Linked DNA regions of Sus scrofa: region 2 is linked to region 1. The links are chromatin contacts, called in public promoter capture Hi-C maps. All regions are on one chromosome and are shown on one strand. Each heading gives the region's core, a stretch centred on a gene start, on an enhancer-like site or on the middle of the called end of the contact. The rest is flanking DNA. Distances are from core to core; before and after follow the strand shown.

Region 1 (4,938 bases), core at 709-3,208:
TTCGTTTTTCATTAATTCCAACCACCTTACAGCCATCATCTGACACATTCTCCCAATTTGGGAGACAAGACCCACATGTTCTAATTGGGGCAAAATTAGTATCTGTCCACAGGTGGGCCCTTGTTTTGGATGCAGAAATTTTTGTGGTCTTGGGATTCATGGAAACCACAATAATATATTTTGTCATCTGACTGTCTGGATGAGAACGATCATATAAAAAAAGCCAGGCAGCTCATCTCGAGCATCAACAAATTGCACAAAGAAATACTGATTTCTCCTCCCCAGGCCTCTGCCCAACAGACCATTACCCTGTTTAAATTTCACCAGAATTCCCGTCTTATCCGCTAAGTAGAACCAGGAAAAAGACAAGCGTGGGATACGTGTGAGAGACGGAAGAAGGAGTTCAGCTTCCCGGTGTTAGGAGGGTTTGCTTGGGGCCTCACAGAAGTCCACGGGCTCAGTGGGCCAGGAACCCCCCTCCCCAGCTTTAGAGTAAAACTGTTGATAATCCACACAACGCTGCTCAGTGCGAGGGCGTGAGAGGCCACGGCTTTCTTTTCTTTTCTTTTTTTTTTTTGTCTTTTTAGGGCCACTCCCGCAGCATATGGAGGTTCCCAGGCTAGGGGTTGAATCAGAGCTACAGCTGCCAGCCTACACCACAGCCACAGCAACGCCAGATCCGAGCCAAGTCTGTGACCTACACAACAGCTCACAGCAACGCTGGATCCTCAGCCCACTGAGCGAGGCCAGGGATCGAGCCTGAAACCTCATGGTTCCTAGTCAGATTCATTTCTGCTGCGCCACGACAGGAACTCCCACAGCTTTCTTTTCAACTCTGGTTATTATTAGTGATCTGGCCAAAAGCATCCTGCACAAATCACACACATGGATTTAGCTGCTAGTCTCGAGGAACTAGTAAGGAGACAACAATAAAGGCAGCCAGGGAAGGGAAGATAGAAATAGAATGGACTCACCCAAAGCTGCATCCCAAGGCCTAACCCGCCGGCTTCTGCATTTTGCCAAATTAGGACTGGAGTAGAGCAGACCTCGCAGGTCCTTCCAGCCTAACTCAAGTTCATGTTCGTCTAGAGGTGGGGCCGACACAAGGCAACGAATGTACCCCCCACAGGACCTGCTTAGTTCTGCTCAGAGAAAAACCCTCCCCCCCAACTCCAGATTCCACTGGCCACCCCAGCCCACTGACCCCCAGACTCTTGCCACTTGCCATAAATCACGGGATCGGTGGAGGGAGGGCAAAGCCAAGGTGCCTGCAGAGCTGCCTACACAGCGGGTAGGGTCTGTGGATAATGAAGGGTCAAAGGAGGCCACGCCCCAACTCCACCAGACCAGAGCCACAGAGAAAGCTCCTGTCTGGGGGGTCAGGGGTTCCCCCACAGGCATCGGAATGGCCTGCGGTGCTTGTTAAAAACAGCCCTCCCAGGCCCCATCGGTGACTCCAAGACCTCCTGCACTAAGAAAACCACTGTCCTAAAAACCATCCGTGACAAGGAAATGCCCCGGCTTCCACTTCCCACTCTTGGTTTTGAAGCCGCAGGCCGGCCGGGTCCTCATTCTCTCTTGGACAGTGGCCAGGCCCCCTACCTGCGCTGTCCTGTGCCACGTGTCCCGCTCTGTTCTACAGCGGAGCTTCCGGGCTGCTCTCTCCTTAGGACCTTCTCCCACAACAAGGAGCCCGTTTGGGCTCTTCGGAGTTGCCCGCCCCCGCCCCAGGAAGCGGTCCCATCGGTCCCAGCACGGGGTCGGCCCGTTTGTGCTCGTCCTGCCCTTTCAGAAGACAACCACCACTGCCCGAAGGCGTTTCCACCTCCCTACCGCCACCTCCGAACCCACTCCCGCCCCCTGGGGGGTGCACGCTCCACGGGCAGGATCAGCAGAAAGGGCTCGGCAAGGCGGCAGGACTGAGGAGGCTGCAGGGGAGGGGAGGAGGAGGAGGAGGAGGAGGAGGAGCTGAAGGCGCAGCCGGGACCACTTCCCACTGACGGGGCCCAAGCGCAGACGCGGCCCTGGCCGCCAAATCTTCTAGCCTTTCAAAACAGGAAACCCAAATGTCCTCCGGAAATTTCCCAGGGTTTAATGTTGGCAAGTAATTCTCCCAGACTGAAGCACTCGAAAAGCTGAGTGTTCTCTGCAAGCTGCTCATCTGCAACTTCTACTCCAGGAATTTTTAAATGAAGAAATGGAGAAGGGGCTCAGAGCTGCTCTGTGCGTGGAGGTGACTTCCCAGAATCCTTAGCAAACCCTCCAAGCTGCCCCAGACTGCTCTGCTGGTGGGAATTAAGATCCAGAGGGCAGGAGTTCCCACTGCGGCTCAGCAGTAACGAACCCAACTAGTGTCCATGAGGACTCGGGTTCAATCCCTGGCCTTGCTCAAGGGGTTAAGGATCCAGAGTTGCTGTGAGCTGTGGTGTAGGTGGCAGAAGCGTCTCAGATGTGGCATTGCTGTAGCTGTGGTGCAGGCTGGCAGCTGCAGCTCAGGGTCTACCCCTAGCCTGGGAACAGTGCAGCCAAAAAAAAAAAAAAAAAAAAATCCAGAAGGTATCACCCACCAGGCAGAACCCAAACAAATCCTCATTAACAGAGTGATGCCAGCTTTCTGGGGTGAATTTGGGGAGAAAAAGCAGCCAAATCAGTTTTATAGCCACCCTCGGCCCCTGCCCATGGACGTAGATTCTCAATGTCCTAAACGAAAGTCCCCACTCCCAGCACAAGCTCCCTCCTCCTGCTACTCAAACCCTCGAGGGCCCCACAGCCCCGCTTGCCTCGCTGCAGCGGTGCCCGCCCACACCCGGCTGCCACCGACCAGAGTATTCTCTAAAAGCTGCCCGCTGGGCGGGGCCCTCCCAGTGACATGTCCCAGAGACATCCCAGACAGATGTACCCTCCCCGTCACCTCGCCTCCGCTGTAAATTCCAGTGCGGGTGCCCCGCGGTCAGTCCTGACTACCCTCGACCTGGTATTTTCCTCGCATCGTGTCTCCTTGGTAAGGCTGGGCCCCAGCCGCCTGCAGGCAGCGAACTCCACAGAGGCTGGAACCCTCTTCTCTTTCTCTTGCTCCTTCTCTGCACTCGCTGGGACTCCCAGGAGTCGCCTGGGAAGTACGGACGGACGAACCGCTGTGGCTACGCCCACTTTGCACCTGTCTTCCCCCAGCGAGATTAGGCCTAGTGGCGTGTGAACGTCCTACAGGACTCTGTTTTAATGAGAGAGGAGAGCACAGCGTACCCTCCCTGGCTGATGCCAGTGACGCAGCCCCTCTCCCCTGTAATGACAGAATCTACATAAGCGCTAAGCCCCCCATTGATATGAACAGCTTTGTTTCAAAGTCCTTGAGAAACTGGCCATTGGGCGACAGATGTTTAGTTCTTCTCACGGTAACAGGAGCGCCTTAGACAAGTCGTGGGATGGGCTGCAAGTGGGGGGTTCTTGTGTAGGGAGAGGAAGAGAAAAACCTTTCACCTAAGTCGGAGGAATGAGGGACAAACGGCAGGGTCAGCTCGCAGGAGAGGGCTTCACTCCAGGCAGGACGGAGGGGCACTTGGAAGTCGCCACCATCCCCGGCCAGCCGTGTTGTCTCCAGCCTGGAGCAGGCGTTCTTGTATCCAGAGATCAGGAGCCCGGGCCAGGGTGGCGGGGGGCGGGGGTGTTCATTCTCCAGCTGTTGTGTCATTTCCCTTGATAAGTCCTAAATTGACCGCGTTATCTGGCACCAAAGGAGCCTTCCTGCAGTAGGCATTTTTTATCATGCGCCCTTTCAGGGGACAAAGCTGTCTGTGTCACTAAACTGCTACTGGGGGGAAACAAACCACAACGGTGTTCTCGCAGCTTCATCAGCAGGCTCTTCCGAGGGGCTGATGTGAACACAGGAAATCAGGCGACGTTACCATCTGTGTAACAGTGCCGTGGTGACCGGGGATGGAAAATGCAAAATACTGCCTTTTTCAGGGACGATTTTTAGCACTAAAGAGTCCGATTAAGACACTTCAAATGGACACCTCTCCATCTCGGTATCTTTGCATGATATCGGAACATGTCTATGGGCAAAATGGAGCGCCGTCCCCCGAGCCAGGGCCTGGCCGTTGATGGTTACAGGCCCTAAGGAAGGCGCCCTCGCCTTGTGGAAGGGGGACCGTGGGCTAGCGGTGGCTTGATCTGGGCTACAGCTCTCTCGAAGGAGGACGTGTGGCCATGTAATGAGTTGAGGATGGGGGCCTGTGTGCCTCACTGGGGAGACAAGGAACATTCGACCCTGGCTGCCCCACCGCTTGGCTGTCATAAATGCAGCCACTTTCTGCTCAACCGGGATGAACCCATCGTACCCAGATGTGCGGTGACGTATTGATCCTATTTTTAAACACATCTCCACAGATCCTCAAACGGCAGCGGGTGAGGTGGATGGGGTTAATCTGGAGGAGATCCGAGAATTTGCCAAAGCTTTTAAAATCCGGCGCCTGTCCCTTGGCCTGACCCAGACTCAGGTGGGCCAGGCTCTCAGTGCCACCGAGGGCCCCGCGTACAGCCAGTCGGCCATCTGCAGGTAACCCGTGCCCGCATGCTGTCACCTCTCCGGGCCGGCCCGGGCCTCCTTGTCCTCTCGGCCCGGCTTCTCTCCTTCGGGTGGGCAAAGCTGGAGGGTTAGAGTGTGGGAACGGAGTTCGGGGTGGCTGTGTGCTGGCACTGCTGATACTGATAGAAATGGAGCTGCTCAAGCAGACTTGGGGACCTGGCTTGATAACTCCTGTCAACTCGCAAAGAGCTTCCGAGGCGGTTTCACTGGAAATACCCCGCCCTGGGCCGAGGCCTCCCCCTGGACCCACCGTCCCATGCGGGGCCTCTCTTCTAGAGAGTGGCCTCTGTGAAGCTGCCAGTCCCAGCTGGCGCTCATGCTCCCGCCACTTCTGCTCAGGGATGGCTGTCTGG
Region 2 (4,938 bases), core at 1,357-3,856, 530 kb before region 1:
CAGCCACGGTGGGTCCTTAACCCGCTGAGCAAGGCCAGGGATCGAACCCTGGGTTCCTAGTCGGATTCCCGTTAACCACTGCGCCACGACGGGAACTCCACTTTTGAATATTTAAAGTGCTTTCAATTTTTTGCTGTGAAGACATATTGTGATGTGCATTCTAACTTTGTGTACTTGCACCGTTTATAAATATTTCCTTAGAAAAATGTTCAGCGATGGAATGGCTTGGTCAGAGGCCCTTTGAAGTTGCCATAAGAGTTCTTCAGAAATATCAAGAAATGCCTAAAAAACCTCGTCTTTTGAATACTCTACTGTGGTAGTTCTGAATAATTCAGGAAGTCTTCTATTCATCTTTTGCATTTCCGTCGTCTGTCTCACTAACGAATGTTCCAGAGACCGTCTGGTCGGTCCCCAGACACAGACCTGCTTATGTGTAACCCATTTACTGAACTTCTTTCATATTTTTGACAGAAAAGCACAAAACTAATTTTTTTAACCTAAAGCATGGATTCAATCTGTTCAGAATCCAGGTGTTTAGCGGTGCCAAGAAAATGTATTATTTTATAGAGAATCTTTCATTTTCAATCAAAATTTTGAAACAAAATACTTAAACACATCCTGCCCATTGGATCCAAATATCATTTGTGAAACAAGGTCCATTTCTCAGCAAGAATCCAATTTCAAGGTATGTTTGTGGAGCAAGAGACTTTCTCTCCTATAAACCTGAGGCCTTTAAACACAAAGACACTGCAAATTGAGAAAGAGGAGGAAGAGGAGAGAAGAGGCGACGGGGAGGGAGGGTCTGCTTCACTAAGTAAAGGCCATGCCCGTCCTTAGCTGTGCCTCAAAATTTAATGTCGCCTGTGTTAACTGATTGAAACTTCACCGTCAGTTGTTTGCATAAATAGTAGTGTCAATGATTTCTAGCCAGACCCCTATTTAATCCGCAATACTGTGGCGTCTATACCTGCGGAGAAACAGAAAATACTATTGCGGTACCAGCGATAAACTAAAACACTGTGATGTTGGGGTGATGGTTTGTACTTACGTTGAACGTTGGCTCATGAAGAAAACCAAACCTCGTCATCACGCGGCTTTATTTTTTACTTTATTGTGTTTCTCTAGGATTCTAGTCGTCTCTTCTCTTCTCTTCCTCCTCTTTCTCAATTTGCAGTTATTCCAACCGAGGGGCTTATCTGCCATTTCAGGCATCACTGTCACAGGAGGGCCCCACGTCCTTATAGGCCCCTGACCCAGAAAAGGGTTTAGAGACTTTTGATTGTTGCCTTAAGGAGAGAAATGGCTTTAACCATTACTAGAGAAGACATATCCCCTCAAAAAGAGAGCTCCGCCAAGGAGAAAGAAGGACATTCCCAAAACGAGCATGTAAGGTAGCATCGTGGCCTAACGCGAAGCCAGACCTGCATCTTGCAGTCGCCCTTGTTAGATTCCCATGGGACATTTCTAGCTGGTTTGACAGCTACTGGAGAAAAGCAGTTGCTCCAGCCCCGCCATGCTTACGTAGCAGCACAAGAACCCAAGGCCTGACATCTCTAGTTGATGTAGCACCAACTTCTTTGGCATATAGATGCCTGGGAAGTTCTGGAGGAACCGCTCCTGCCGCACACCCCCCCCCCCAGCCACCTCCCAAGGCCATCCAGAATGTCCTCCTTTCATGCGTTTGCCTCGCTCTGGTTCCCGTAGTTCCCACTTCTAACGGGGATGCTCTAGCCTTGCTGTTCCCACAAGCCAGGTCCTACCCCTTCCCCACTTAAATCCACGCTGGAGACTCGCCGTCCTCCTTTTCGCTGTGCTTCAACACCTGACATTGGCAGGTGAGTGGAAAGATCTTTATGACACGATTTGCCACGGAGAAGAAGATCATGTCTTACCGTAGGTTGAGAGAAACGAAGGGCTTCCCTCTACCAAGGCTGCCCCTGGCCTTCTCCCTCTCTGAACTCTTTGCAGTGGTCGAGAAGGCCTGTTGGTACAGAAAGCCTGTTTGAAGTGTTCATGACATGGCGCAGTAGCCACTGATTGGACGGTCTATCCAGCACCCTCTCCTAGGCTTTTCCTCCCTGCCGCCCGTGCACCTCGCCCACCACCCACGTGGTGCCTGCAAGGCCCTCCCACTTGCTGGATATAATTTAATTGCTCTTCATCCCTTTCTCGGAAATTTTAGAAATAAGACTGCAAGAGGTCAAAAGATTTCCTGATTCTGTGAGCTATCCCAGAATAATTTTTGTTGTTGAAACAAATTTAGTTTTCTGATGCTTACAGTAAAATAAACAAGTAAATAAATGAATAAATAAAATCACTCACTCTTTAAACTGGTATGGACACACACGCACACACACACACATTCACAACTGGCTTTCTCCTCTAGGCCATCTTTCTGTCATATCCTCCTTGCCTTTGCTCTAGTAAATGGGCTTTGGTAACCAGGGAAACAGTCCCCATTCCCAGCCCTTAGGGATTAAGGAAACAAATCTCAGAATGAAAATAGGACTCAATTCCCTGCCCTTTGGATACAATCGGCACTCTCACCTCTCCTCTAGGTCCCCTCGTGGCCTGCAGGACTGTGCCACCCTTCTGTGAGCGGAACTTCAGCCCCCAGCTGATTTTACCACAGGCTCCTGTGCTAGATTTCAGATAAACTGTAGATGAGCTGAATACCAGACCGGAAATCCCTTTGAAAGGCAGTTTCAAGTTCAGGAGAAACTGTAATACGCAGCCCCTCAAAGATACTGGCTCAATTACCCGGTGCAGGGACTAGGTCAGCAGTGTACTAGCTTTGGGGTCCGTTCCTGGCTGATCTGGGGGCCGGGGGCCGTGCACGAGAGAATGTTCAAGATACTCCTGAGGGCGACTGGCCCGGCGGCCAGCCCAGAGCCTCCGGGCCATTGCCCTGGAGGATTCCTCTTGTGCTGAGAATACTTTGAGTTCAAATGAACAGATCTCCTCTCAGGTAAAAGGCCTGTGGTTGGAAGATAAGGCTCCTGCTTGTCTATGGAAAGGAATAAAGCACTAAACAACTAGGACTTAAACGCGAGCAGTACAGCCCTTGCTGAATAGGGTGCAATCCACTCTCACAGCATTGGATTTCTCTGTCCTTTGAGTTCTCATCTTATAATTCTTGGAAATCTTGCCTCTTCCAAAAACAGACTGAAGTGAATGACAGGTTTTTCTCTTCCTAATGATGTAAAGTATTGCTAAGTTTTCACTCTGACCCACAATGTGGAAACATTATCTATGGTGCTCCCTCTGTGCTAAACTGAAGCGTTGAGGAAAATATTCAGACGTTAGCTGTGATAGTCTTTGCAGACCTGGTATACTTTCAGTGTGATTTCATACCTGGGAAATGATTTGCTGTAACCCTTGGAAGATGCATTTGACAAATACATTTGTGCTGTTTCAGAGCCAGCTCTGTGGGCTGCTTCTGAGATTCCGAGTTTGCAGTACCCAGTCCAGAACATTCAAGTCGTGGGCACTTATTGTTTTGTTTGTTTGTTTTTGTGGGCGCTTATTGCTACAGCTATAAAACTTTTTTGTTTCATTGCTTTCATGACCAAAGGCTTTAAAAATATATTGACATTAAATCATTAAATATGGAAAAAAATTTGCTTTCTCAATGGGAATATTTAATCTTTCCAAGTACTAAGTAGAATTGATTTGTTTATTTATTTTGGCCGCACCCATGGCATATTTAAATTCCTAGGCCAGGGACTGAACCCAAGCTGCAGCTGTGACCTATGCCACAGCTACGGTAGCGTTGGATCCTTAACCCACTGCACCAAGGATTGAACCCATGCCAGATCCTTAACCCTCTGCTCCATAGTGGGAACTCTCAAAGTAGAATTAATTTTCATCTTCCAGAAAATTAAGAGTGTGCTTGAAAATCTCATTGCTAGGTATATCAACTCACTGTGCCTTAAAGGGTTTTATTTTGTTTCATTTTCTTTTGTTCTCTACCTACTGTATCCCACAGGAAGAAACTCATGCTACATCATGACCTAGATAGATCCATCACATACCCACACAACTGAAACCAAATTTCCATGCAGGAATACCTTTGTTTATGTGAGTCACACTGACAGCATGAAATTTTTCATTCTATCCAGTCTTATGCTATTCTCCCCTACAATATTCTGGTCCCCATTATGTTGATTTCATTATCTGCAATTGGGGTACAACCTTGCAATTTGAAAAGGACTGGATCATAATTTTTTTTTTTGTCTTTTTAGGGCCGCACCTGCCGTATATGGAGGTGCCCAGGCTAGGGGTCTAATCAGAGATGCAGCCACTGGCCTATACCACAGCCACAGCAATGCCAGATCTGAGCTGTGTCTGTGACCTACACCACAGCTCATGGCAATGCTGGATCCGTGACCCACTAAGCAAGGCCAGGAATCGAACCTGGGATCTAGTCAGATTCGTTTCCACTGTGCCACGACAGAAACTCCCGGATTGTAATTTTTGACAGTAAGAAAACAAGGCAGCTAAAGTAGACTGGAGCATCTCTGGTTTTTAACTTTCTAGAACATTTTCCCATCCCTTTCCTTTGATCTCCAGGTGATCCTGGCGGGACCTAATCACACAGGCTTCTTCACCACTTCCAGCCACGGAGATGAGCAACGAAGCTGGGCCAATACAACGCATTTCCTCCTGGACACAGCAATCCCTCCAGATAAGGAAGGATATTAACGCCAAGGCGCCTGGTTCAAAACTCCTCTGCTGGAAAGAGTGTGGCGGATGTGGCCTCTTCCTGCTGGGGTCGCTGAGCTGCAAGGACGTGGGTGTGGGTTGTTGACAGCCATCTTCATCTTGCTGCAGAAAAGCCTGAGAGAATAACAAAGCCGCCGTCCTCAGAGGGATGGCAAGAGGCAGAGCGCGCCCGGGCCGTGTTTCAGCACCTGGATGGAGGTGGGAGGAGTTCGA

What was found. Promoter capture Hi-C pulls out the DNA fragments that hold promoters and counts their contacts.
Region 2: a promoter capture Hi-C map of liver shows a contact between it and region 1, with 6 times the contacts expected there. The contact joins two enhancer-like sites. A contact is called at or near these places in 3 of 5 promoter capture datasets (fetal liver, fetal skeletal muscle and liver) and 1 of 47 Hi-C or Micro-C datasets (embryonic fibroblasts).

What each region holds. Positions count from the first base shown.
Region 1 is chr18:54,752,946-54,757,883 of Sscrofa11.1, reverse strand. It overlaps POU6F2 (POU domain, class 6, transcription factor 2), which reads left to right. Exons shown (of 10, transcript XM_021079083.1): 9 at 4,387-4,555. Among named protein-coding and RNA genes, the nearest start is that of YAE1D1, 92 kb to the right of the region's middle. Within about 2 kb of position 1,958, at least 13 of the 83 cell types and tissues checked have an H3K27ac peak or open chromatin away from gene starts, as enhancers often do. A contact at or near this core is called in liver, where this site is marked.
Region 2 is chr18:55,285,284-55,290,221 of Sscrofa11.1, reverse strand. No RefSeq gene overlaps it. Among named protein-coding and RNA genes, the nearest start is that of VPS41, 5.9 kb to the left of the region's middle. Within about 2 kb of position 2,606, at least 13 of the 83 cell types and tissues checked have an H3K27ac peak or open chromatin away from gene starts, as enhancers often do. A contact at or near this core is called in liver, where this site is marked.